2 separate regions of the Bicyclus anynana genome follow, and region 1 is linked to region 2. Evidence: chromatin contacts called from public Hi-C data. All regions are on one chromosome and are shown on one strand. Each heading gives the region's core, a stretch centred on a gene start, on an enhancer-like site or on the middle of the called end of the contact. The rest is flanking DNA. Distances are from core to core; before and after follow the strand shown. Region 1 overlaps LOC112052885 (ecdysone-inducible protein E75). Region 2 overlaps LOC112052885 (ecdysone-inducible protein E75).

What was found. Hi-C and Micro-C count contacts between places; a contact is called where the count stands out from the background.
Region 1: a contact with region 2 is called in a Hi-C map of whole larva, with 3 times the contacts expected there. The contact joins two enhancer-like sites. A contact is called at or near these places in 2 of 2 Hi-C or Micro-C datasets (whole body and whole larva).

What each region holds. Positions count from the first base shown.
Region 1 is chr5:10,445,609-10,450,718 of ilBicAnyn1.1, forward strand. LOC112052885 (ecdysone-inducible protein E75) reads left to right here. Exons shown (of 5, transcript XM_024092127.2): 3 at 4,005-4,149. Among protein-coding and RNA genes, the nearest start is that of LOC128198086, 85 kb to the right of the region's middle. Within about 2 kb of position 3,568, at least 8 of the 8 cell types and tissues checked have open chromatin away from gene starts, as enhancers often do.
Region 2 is chr5:10,398,065-10,403,699 of ilBicAnyn1.1, forward strand. All of the region lies in intron 1 of LOC112052885 (ecdysone-inducible protein E75), which reads left to right. Among protein-coding and RNA genes, the nearest start is that of LOC112052885, 78 kb to the left of the region's middle. Within about 2 kb of position 3,942, at least 7 of the 8 cell types and tissues checked have open chromatin away from gene starts, as enhancers often do.

The DNA of each region.
Region 1 (5,110 bases), core at 2,318-4,817, 47 kb after region 2:
TGAATACCTTATATGAATAACGTAGCTTCAATGAATGGCATAAAAATGATAACCCTTTGTTTACAGGGTGATTAATATTAATTACTAGGCACAGCTAATAAAGCATGCATTATTGAAATTATGTAGGTAAGTAAATAAAACTTAAATCATTCTATTTATTAATCTACAATACAAATTTAAAATCTTTTAAAAGATTATCAGCTTCCAGTAAGGCTAGTAATTATGCGTGGGTAACTAAACAATACTAGTCGATTATTTGTTTTACAAATGTATTCTAAAAATGCACAATCTAAGAGATATTACATTTTATACATTAAACCCAAGGCGGGGTTTTACTAATATCAATTTATCACGATAAAGACTAGACTCTAGACACGAGTAAATCCGTGCATTGTTTCAATATTTATTATAACAAAAAGCGTGATCCGCGTAAATCATCGCGCGTTCTTTGTTCGCACGCTGACCGACATACTTCTCGCAGTGGGTCGGTTATTTTTTCGGCACCGATCCGCAGTGCAGGGCGGGCGGTCGTTGACCCCGCGCTCCAGCCTCTCCTTGCCGTAAGAACTTTTACGGTCAACGAATGTATGTACGCGACGTGAACGTAACCCACATTATTTTTGAACTGTCAGCTTAAAAGTTCGTTGATCTCGCCGCGTTCATTTTTTAATAAGAACATCCCACGGTGTGTTTTCTTGTTACAGATAAATTTGTGTACGGCTTTGAAACTTTAATATTAAACTGCTCCCCGAAATTGTTTATTATAAACAAAGACTTTTATTGTTTTTAGTAGGAAATTGGAAGCAACTTGAAACAGTATTCAATTGGACACATAATAGTTTAGGGGGTTTGCCTTTTGTTCTTTTGTTCTTTTGTAGGAAGTTATTAAATGAGATATAATTTATTTTCACTAATTGTTTAGAATTACAATTTTATTAATATTCAGGGTTCATATGAAAACTCGGAAAGCATGGGATATGTATTCTATATCATTCTGTTAAACGTTCCCCCAGGTAGATAGCTAATACGGTTATCGGCATAGTTTAATACGAGCTAAAATGCCAATTTTAATAGAGCCTGCTTCAAAGAAACCTGTTTTAAAGAGTAGAGCCGCTACGTGATTTGTTAAAATAAATAATATATAAAATGAGTCCAGTCCAGCATGTACAACCAAAAACAATAACAATTCTAACTAATTAATTATACTTAAAAAATATATTTAGTTAAGAACTGAAGTAGGTACCTAGTTTAAATTATACTCGAAACTTCTATCTTTCTTTTTTAGTGGTAATATAAAGTTTTAAAGTTTCATACTGGCATTTCATTTAAAAAGTTCAAAGTGTACATAGTTCTAGTTCTCAGTTTGTAAAATGGTAGTAAACTCAACCAATATATGTATAAACGTTAGTTTAGTTTGTTCTGGGCTTGGAACCCTCGTAACTTTAATTTTAAGTTTTCGACTTTACATTTTTAAATAATTTTACCATTAATTAAATCATGACTTGACGTTTCAAAAGTGCTTGTAAACTAAGTATAATTGAAATAAATAAATAATGTTTTTTTTTAATCATACTAAGTATAACAATTAATAATCTTGGCACTACACAGTATGTCTTGATGAAAAAACAATTGGTTATTTTTTGGCAATGGCTACACAGACTAATATAGATGTGCGTTATGCGAACAGGAAATGAGTCACAAGAGTGATAGGCGTGATTCATAGTGTTATCTTGTAGGTAAACATCTGGACAGGCGGGCACGTACCGCGTAGTGGACTGTTAGTCGCGGCCGGTCATCGGTCGCTTCCTCGGAAAGCCCATGCGTCAGCGAAGCTTTCGGCTGCGGCAGTCATTGTCCGCGGCACCGTTAGCCGTTTAGTCTCAACGCTGTGACAACCGCGAGTTCGTCTCGCACTTTATCTCATCGGTAAACAGAATAGACTAGAACAGATTTAATTTAATGCCATTAAGTACTCTCAAGCAATTTGCAATAGAAATAAAAAAAAGATTCACTTTGATATACAAAGTCGGTGTTAATTGTAGGTTGCAATCATACTTGAAAAATTACTAAAAATACTAGTAAATAAACCTTAGTAGTTAAATACCGTTTTTGTGATAGCTTAAAAAAATATCTATTATAATATTTAGTTAAAACATTGATTTATAAAACTTATTATTTTAGTGACGAATTTAAAAATAATAATTGAAAACTTTAACTAAAAAATTACTAGCACCCTACCTACAACTTAGCACCCCATTTGACGACAAGCTTCAAACTTAAAAAGAAATATCTTTATCATTTCAGTATAAGGTAAAAAATAAAGTCAATGTAACATTCTGTAATAAAAAGTTTGGGCAGCATTTCCCGCGTTAGCAACTTAGCAATCGAAAATTCTAGATCGAGGCCGAGGTTGACCTACAATCGACTACAGCGACCATCACTATTGCCTCTTATATTTGCTATTTCCCTTCTACATACTTCTCACTAAATATTTGATCCTAAAAAATTATCATTGTACAGAAATAAATAAATATTAGTAAGTAAATAAAAGTACTTCTTATTTCTAGTCGCGTAGGCATATTTAGAATATCATGTTAAAAACGTGTTGTTTATTAAATGAGCCATTTTATTTGTACAAAACATGTAGTAAGCAACTAGTCGTTTAAAACGATGTCACCGTGTTAATTGTTCCGCGGTCATTGACATATCGAGATGAATATTCTAACATAATAAATACATTTCTAGCACAACGTCCTCAAAGTCGAACGCTCAAAAGTCACCTAAATCGCACAAATCGTTACTGTAATAATGTTCGGTAACAATAAGTAGTAATAGGCGCTGTACATAATGATGTTTATATATTAATAATATGATAAAATATACGATGCGTTACGTATGTGGATCTCGCAGTCGTGCCTATACGCGAGCTGCAGTCGACGGGTGTTCAGAAAAGGTTTTGTTTTCGTGGCGCTGTGGGGTCAACGGCCGCGCGGCCGGTCAGTGCCCGCGTTGCGACCAATTATGGGCCACTCGCACAGCGCACAATGGATCGATGGCGGCGCGAAATTGGGCCAGCGGCCGAGTGGCGGCTCGCTACACCGCACCAGCCTCCGCGCTGCCTGTACTGATGATTCGTATCGCTACTCCGTATGACCTCGTAAACCACTTGTCAGCTAGGTAGGTTCGTAAATATGAACCCCAAAATTTGACTGGGAACTAAAACAAGTATTCTCAATAATAGATATCTACTGTTGATTGACAGATGATTTTAAATCCGGCGATGCGTTTTTCTTATAAGTTACTTTGAAAGGATAAATGAATCTATTAGTTCGACGGTGCACGCTCTAATATCAAACAAATAAAGTAGAGCAATGCACCCCTAGCGGGAAGCGCGCGCGCATTGAGGTAGGCCGTGACGCGGCCGACGTCACCGGGCGGTCGTCGCTCCGAGCTGCCCGTGTCCTAGCTCCCGGGGCGAGCGGCGCGCACGGGGCGGAGGGAAGGGAGTAGGGCTGTTGTGCAACCGAGCGGCCGACGACCCGGGGTGAACGGCCTCGCGCCGCGACGCCGCCGGGATGCGCCCGGCCTATATCCGGCGCACCGGTGCAGCGGCAGCGGCGCATTCTAGAGCGGCGTGGACCGTTAGCAGCGCGCGGGGCGGCGGCGCGCGGGGGCCGGGGCACTCTCACTTTCTCGGTTGGGTCGGCGGCCGGCAAGTAGGTCGCACGGGCGCGGGTAGCTCGCGCCGAGCGCCGCAGCGCCCGCACAGTCCGCCGTCGGCCTCCATCCGTGTCGGTGCGCGCATCGAGTCGGTCGAGTGAGCTTGTGCAGCTAGTGAGTGGCGTGAGTGAATGGTAGCGGGCATGGCGTGCGCGGAGCTGCGCGAGCGGCACGCGGTGCTGGTGAGCATGCTGGAGGCGCGCCGCGAGTCCAGCGACTCGGGCTGCTCCAGCGACGAGAGCTCCGACCCCGAGCGCGACTCTAACTGTAGATGTGATCCCCAGGGCTTCTTTCGCCGCTCCATACAACAGAAGATCCAGTACAGGCCCTGCACCAAAAACCAGCAGTGCTCCATCTTGAGAATTAACAGAAATCGGTGCCAGTATTGCCGATTGAAGAAATGTATCGCCGTCGGAATGAGCAGAGATGGTGAGTTTACCGAATATTTACTTTTCATAATGGAACAAATAATAGAATGTTATGTATTTTGCATTAAATAATAATTTTATACACAATGTTTATTACAGTAAATTCTTAAAATATAATACTCATAAATGCTTGTGACATAAAAATCCAGTTGATTTAATTGAGTCTGAATTAATATACTATTATTTGTTCCATTATTTTGTGACCTTATTTTATGGTACATTAATATAATTTTGATAAATATGTTACTTAATATATATGTCAGAGTAAATTCATATTTGAATAGAATCCCGGCATTATCATAGGAACGTATTCCAATCGCACAAGTCGCGCTGACACGAGCGCCGCCGCACTATATAGTGTCGCTCGCGAGTCGCGGCAGATCTATTTCGCGGAGCGCTCGCTCGCTCGGCGCCGCTCGCAGTGAGCAGTGAGCGCAGTGTGGGAGGTCGGTTATGCAAGCGCGGGTGAGCGCACGCTAAGCGGGTCGACGGCCGGCGCCCGCTGCCCGCTCCGCTCCGCTCGTTGCGACACCGGCCTCGCTCGCGCTTGCCGCTTCGAACACAATCGCGCGCGGTGAAAGCGGAGAAAGGTGCATTTCGTAAGCACGAAAGTGAAATTTCTGTTTTCACTTTCGTAATGCGATTCATTGCCCTCGGCGAAGACATGTCAATACGTAATCGAACTTTACTATTGTTAAAATGCATGATGATATGTATTTTAAAAATAAAAATAAACTTAACTTTAAAATATTGTAATGTATCATCCACGAATGCAGTAACTAAATATTATGAAGAATAAAATAATTTGTAGAGCAGTACTTCAAATGTTATTAAATCAATAAACTAATTTCTTTAATTATAAAAACTTAGTTCGATCAGTTAATTTACTCGATTTTTTTTATATTCAATGCCTACAATAATTGGACCTTTATGAAATAGTAATATTTTTTGCTAATTTTAAA
Region 2 (5,635 bases), core at 2,692-5,191:
TAAAGTAAAATCAAATTATGTAGATAATAGATCTTGTATAATAAGAAAAAATGTAAAACAATAAAATAGCAAGTACTTACACCACACCTACACTATATTTTATATTTACCCGTAGCTAACAGCTACGCTTGTATCAAACAATGATATTTTAAATCGGTTTAAATATAAACAATAACATTTATTACGATTATATAATCTTTTTAAAGTTACGTAACGTACGAAAAGGAGATTTATAAAAATAAGTGTAACTCTACTTACTTACTACTCTTGAGACCAAAACATATTCCCTGTAATACTGTAGGTACTACTAGGTATGTAGAGATTTATTTCATTTTCCATTTAGCTGTAAACTAAAAATAGCTAGCTGGTAAACTCAGAGCGATGGAGTGGCGCTGGAGGTTGGGGGGTGGGTGGTGTGGGGGGTCGTGGCCGTGAACTGCGCCGACCCCTTCCCCGTACTACGCCTCCGCTAATAGTACCTCGCAGCTACATCTACATTATCTTTCATCTCGTTTGCCTGACTACGTTTGTTGAAAGGAATTTTATTTACAAACTTTGATTACATTTGCTTATAAATGCGTGTCATTTTTTGTGGTTCTTTTGACCGGTTATTATTTTTATTTAATTACAAAACAAGGGAACAAATATTAAAATAAAACAATAAGTAAAAATAGAAATAAAATATGGAAAGGCGCCTGGCCTTATCGCTTTTTGCGAAATTTTTAATGAAATTAGATTTTTTTTACTAATTAATTTTATTATTTTTCACAGTATTAAATGTTTTTAATATTTATATAATATAGGTAGTTGACATTTCATATCATTCGGAAAAATAAATGAAAAAAAATAATAAATGTTCATAAAAGGAATTGTGCTGTACATACCAACGAAAATAAAAATAATTATTATTTAAAACCCAATTAGCTACCAAACAACACTAATTATAATTAGTAATTACCTGAAAAATAGTATGAGAAAAATACGTAATAGAATTATCATAGACCTAATATTTTTAAAAGGGGTGTAATACCAAGATGGGGCCAATTATAAATTAACGCCAGTAGGAAGGGGGTTGTTCTGACGTCACGGCGCATGCGTGTTCGCCCACGCGTTGGCGCCTGGCTCTTTCGCGCCAAACTGCCGGTAGGTTGCGTGCCGCGCGCCTGTCATAACCTAAAAACCATTCGTCCTACAACATGGAACTTAACGACAATATGTTGCCACCTGGTAGAATAGCAGGTAAGATTGTTTAATATAACCTCATAGATATTATTAGCTCATTTCGATCGAGGTCAATGAACTTTGACCTTTTTTAATTATTATTGTAATTGCCCGCCGTTGTATCCGTCATACGATGTTGAGGCTTTATTAGTCATTAGGTGCCTATATTATTCAACTAGAATTACAAGATGACCCAAATGCCGGTCTTATCCATTAGTGTTTTTTTAAATTTTGTTTGTAAACATTACATTAGAGTAGTACTATCGCACGTGATTCAAAAATTTAATTTACAAAATCAACAATAAGTTACATTTTGATTACTAAGTAGAAAATGATTATCTACTAGATTTGTTTAGTACCTATTGTTGATATTGTAAACATACAACAGTACAAATGTAGTGATTCCAAAAGCTTAAATATACATACCCGTAATATTTTAGAGAGGTAAGTTGAATTGTAGGGGGTAATCTCTGGATCTATTGAACTGATTTTGAAAACTCTTTTACCAATAGAAGCCACATTAATAGTCAGTGCCATAGGCTAAATTTTATCCCGTATTTTCACGGGAACGGGGACTCCGTAGGTGAAACCGCAGGAAATCAACCGGGTTTAAAAAAACCCATCATCATCATCATTATCAACCCATATTCGGCTCACTGCTGAGCTCGAGTCTCTTTCCAAAATGAGAGGGGTAAGACTAATAGGTGGACTATTGGCCTTACCCTTTCCCAATGTGAATTAGCAGACTTCACACACGCAGAGAATTAAGGAAATTCTCTGGTATGCAGGATTCGAACCCACACCCTCCGGAATCGGACGAAGTGGTCATATCCACTAGGCTATCCTATTAATATGAATACCGGTCACGATAGTTTAAATTCTAAAATCAATTTCATATTAAAACTTCGAGAATTTTCTCATGAATCACTAAGTTTAATGGCGAATAAAAAGCTCAACGGTCGCGTGGCAACAATGGAATTATTGTAAAAAATAGTAAAAGATTATTTAGATAAACGTAGGTAATATTAATTAGTCTTAAGATAGTTTTAGTTCATGAATGTTTTTACCTTAAGTAGCATTTCGAGAGCTACATAGTAACTTCAGTGACTAAGCTCTTTAAAAGAGAATAATAAAAAAAAAGCTCAATGGTCGCGTGGCAACTGTTCGCCGCATTCAGACCGGAACCTGTTACCTCAGCCGCTGCAGCTCAGCACGGTCACCGCGCTCCATCGCTCGCATGCATATTGCATCGTGCACATCCGTTCCACTTTCCTGCATATCCTCTCGACGTGTAGCGAGCCTACATACTCGTATTTAATACTAGCTGACGCCTTGTGGTTTCACCCGTGTACTTCCTGTTCCCACACATAATACGGGAATAAAATAGCCTGACACTCACAGACTATGTGGCTTTCTATTTGTATAAGAATTATCAAAATTAGTTGATCCAGAAATCACCCTACACACAACTTTTACCTCTTTATAATATTAGTACAGATTTTTTTTTCACTGCTTTTTTTCACACTTTTTTTGCTTTGCTTTGGCGTGTACAAGGTTTTTAACTACGGTAAGCATTGCAAGTATAAATTGTACAAAATGGAAAATTTTCAGTAAAGGCAATGTATTTCTACTTCTATGAATTGGCACTGCTTGCTTTGCCTTCGACAACTTTTCAAGTGTTCTCAAGCATATTATTAAGTATTCAAACATTTAAAAAATTAACACAAATCGGTTACTAAATTTAAAAACCTAACGCTCCAGCAAAACCAGCATTCTTGTCACCATTCCACGTGGGAATTTTCACTCACTTGGGTAATGATTTTATATTTAAATTTAATATTTGATCCAAAGTAAAGATGTTCAAAAAAACATTAAATCATGTTGTAAAGTAATGAAATTATCATTAAATTGGTATTTAAACTTAAGGTACTCATTTGTAAGGAATAGGTATAACCAAAAGATTTATTAATCTGTGTTAATAATATGCAAATCTTTGTTGATATTGTTTATTAAGCGAAACGACCATTCACCTTTCACGTTGTAATTCTACCTACTCGTAATTCTTACAAACCTTTAATACAGTCAAAACTGTAATTTTAACTTAATGTATTCTTGTTTTATTATGTTACTGGTATTTATAATGTTGAGGTTTTATTGAGAAAATTATCCTTTACGATGTATTCACTTGTAGGCCCATTTTATATGGATTCGGATCACGATGTTCATGGGTTCGAGTCCTGAGTCGAGCTGCGAAATATTGAGCTTTTCTCTCTTCTTAGAAATTTTCAGTAAAAACTGTTAGCCCAGAGTGAGTTAGAGCTTTTTCTGTTCAGCCCTTTTGTTTCTGTTTAGGTAAACATTTAATATAAATACTAAGGTAACTGAAAAGCTTTAGATTTATTTCCGTAAGCTTTAGAGTTTATAGGTACAGAGTAAATCGTTGATATCACTCGCTAGCTCGTCAATGGAGGCAACGCAACGTAAATTCCTGCGTGAAAGTGTTATCGTCCTATATCATAATGACAACACGACTGTATCTCGAGTGTAAATTTTCCTAAGCATAAGAGAAGGCGCATTACACAGGACGGTTTCAATCTCCTTCACGACGAGGGCTCCTTTCAAGAAATTGTAAAGCGAGACTCCACGTCGCCCTACACAACTGCGGAGGAAAAAAAATAGGTGTGTGACTGAGTGTGCGTCTAGTACGCGACTATGTATGTACTCGGAGTGCATCGCTCCCGGCCGGGTGTCGTCGCACTGCATATAGGCCAGTGCACGCGCGCCCCGCCGCCCCACCCCGCCGCTGCACCTCGCGATTTTCCATTTCCATCGTCCCGTTCGCTAATTTCAGTGCGCCGCGACGCGCGATGTCGTAATGCGGAGAAATTCCACAAACCTTTCTCTGAACGTGTCTTTCGCCTTCCGCTTAAGGGCGCCTGACCCGGCTCCGATAGACAGGGAAATTGTTGTTCTGTAACTTTTGTCATATAGCTCTTGGTTGCTCGCGGTTAGTAGATGACGAATTGAATGACAATACTGTAACAAAAATAAGATGTAACCATACTAACCTAGTTCATTAAACTCAATGCCGTTAATTCAACTGTCGGCCCATAAATCTAAGTAACAAATTGATCCCAGCCCAAATTAGAACTTAATCAATTAACTAAATTGATGACTTACTTGCTATTTATTGATTTCAATTACAATAATTTTTATTCATACACTTTAAAACAAACTACAATTTAGACTGTAGAGAAATAGCAAAACAAAAAACTCGTTCACTTTTTAAATGGTAACGTTTTAGTATTCTTTTCCTACATTAGTCATATTTACTTCTTGTAAATGCTATAGTTTAATGCTTACTAGATCAGATTGTCCCCATTAAGTTTTAATAGTGATGACGGGTTATCGATATCGCGAAGTACGCTGTGGGTTCAAAGCGCTGGGTAACAGTAGTGTCGTCGACAACGTCGTATGAGCGTAATCGTTGTAAATGAAGTTACGTTGTTTTGCCTCTGTATACACCGACTGGGTGTCAGTTAGGCCGTTTCGCCGATGAGTGCATGGATGTAGTTACAAGTTCCCGCGGTCGTTGCCCGCCCGATGCGTGCGCGACTCCCCTATATCGGCTAACTGTGGCGCGGAAAATAATTCCCGCGTCCCACAGTCGCCACTACAAACGTCTGCGGTCCTCGCACGCATTCCTGTTCAATTTCCATATTCAAAATACATCGATTAGGTCTCAATAACGAATATTATTTTCATTTATTTTGATGGCGAATGTTTTAAATGCCCTAAAGAGTTATTTTTTTTAATATAAAAATGTTGTCAAATGATGTGCTAAGTAATAATAATGCAGAGCGAATGCGTGAACGCGGAAACGGTTAATGCCGTTAGGTAACTGTACAGGTCTAGTCTAGAACAATCCTGCGGGCCTGGCGATAGGATCTGACGACACGTCCTGAATTGATGAGCATTTTTGTGACAAAGCAAAGTTTCTAAAACCGATTTAAAACGTTTAAAAAGTTAATATATTATTCTAAGAATCTATTATATCAAGTTACGTTACTTTGTGGAATTGGAACCAAATTACTTACCTAACGAATACGTAAGTAATTTGATTTTTTCCACAAAGTAAACCTACGTCAAACAAAGACGTCCCGATTAGATCGAAATTTCCGATCTAAGGCAACTCTGTTCAAATGCTGATTAGCGTGATAATGTAAAACATTTATACAATATTCTATAATGATCACTATTAGGTTAATATAATGACCAAGTGCTCTTCAAGGCGCCTAAGACACAGAGGTGTAACACTGCCAACTACCAACTCGAAGCTGTTACTAAGAATTTCTTGCAGGTGGGAAAAACTAAGTACATATTTGTCAGCTTGTCTTACCTAGACCCCAAGAAC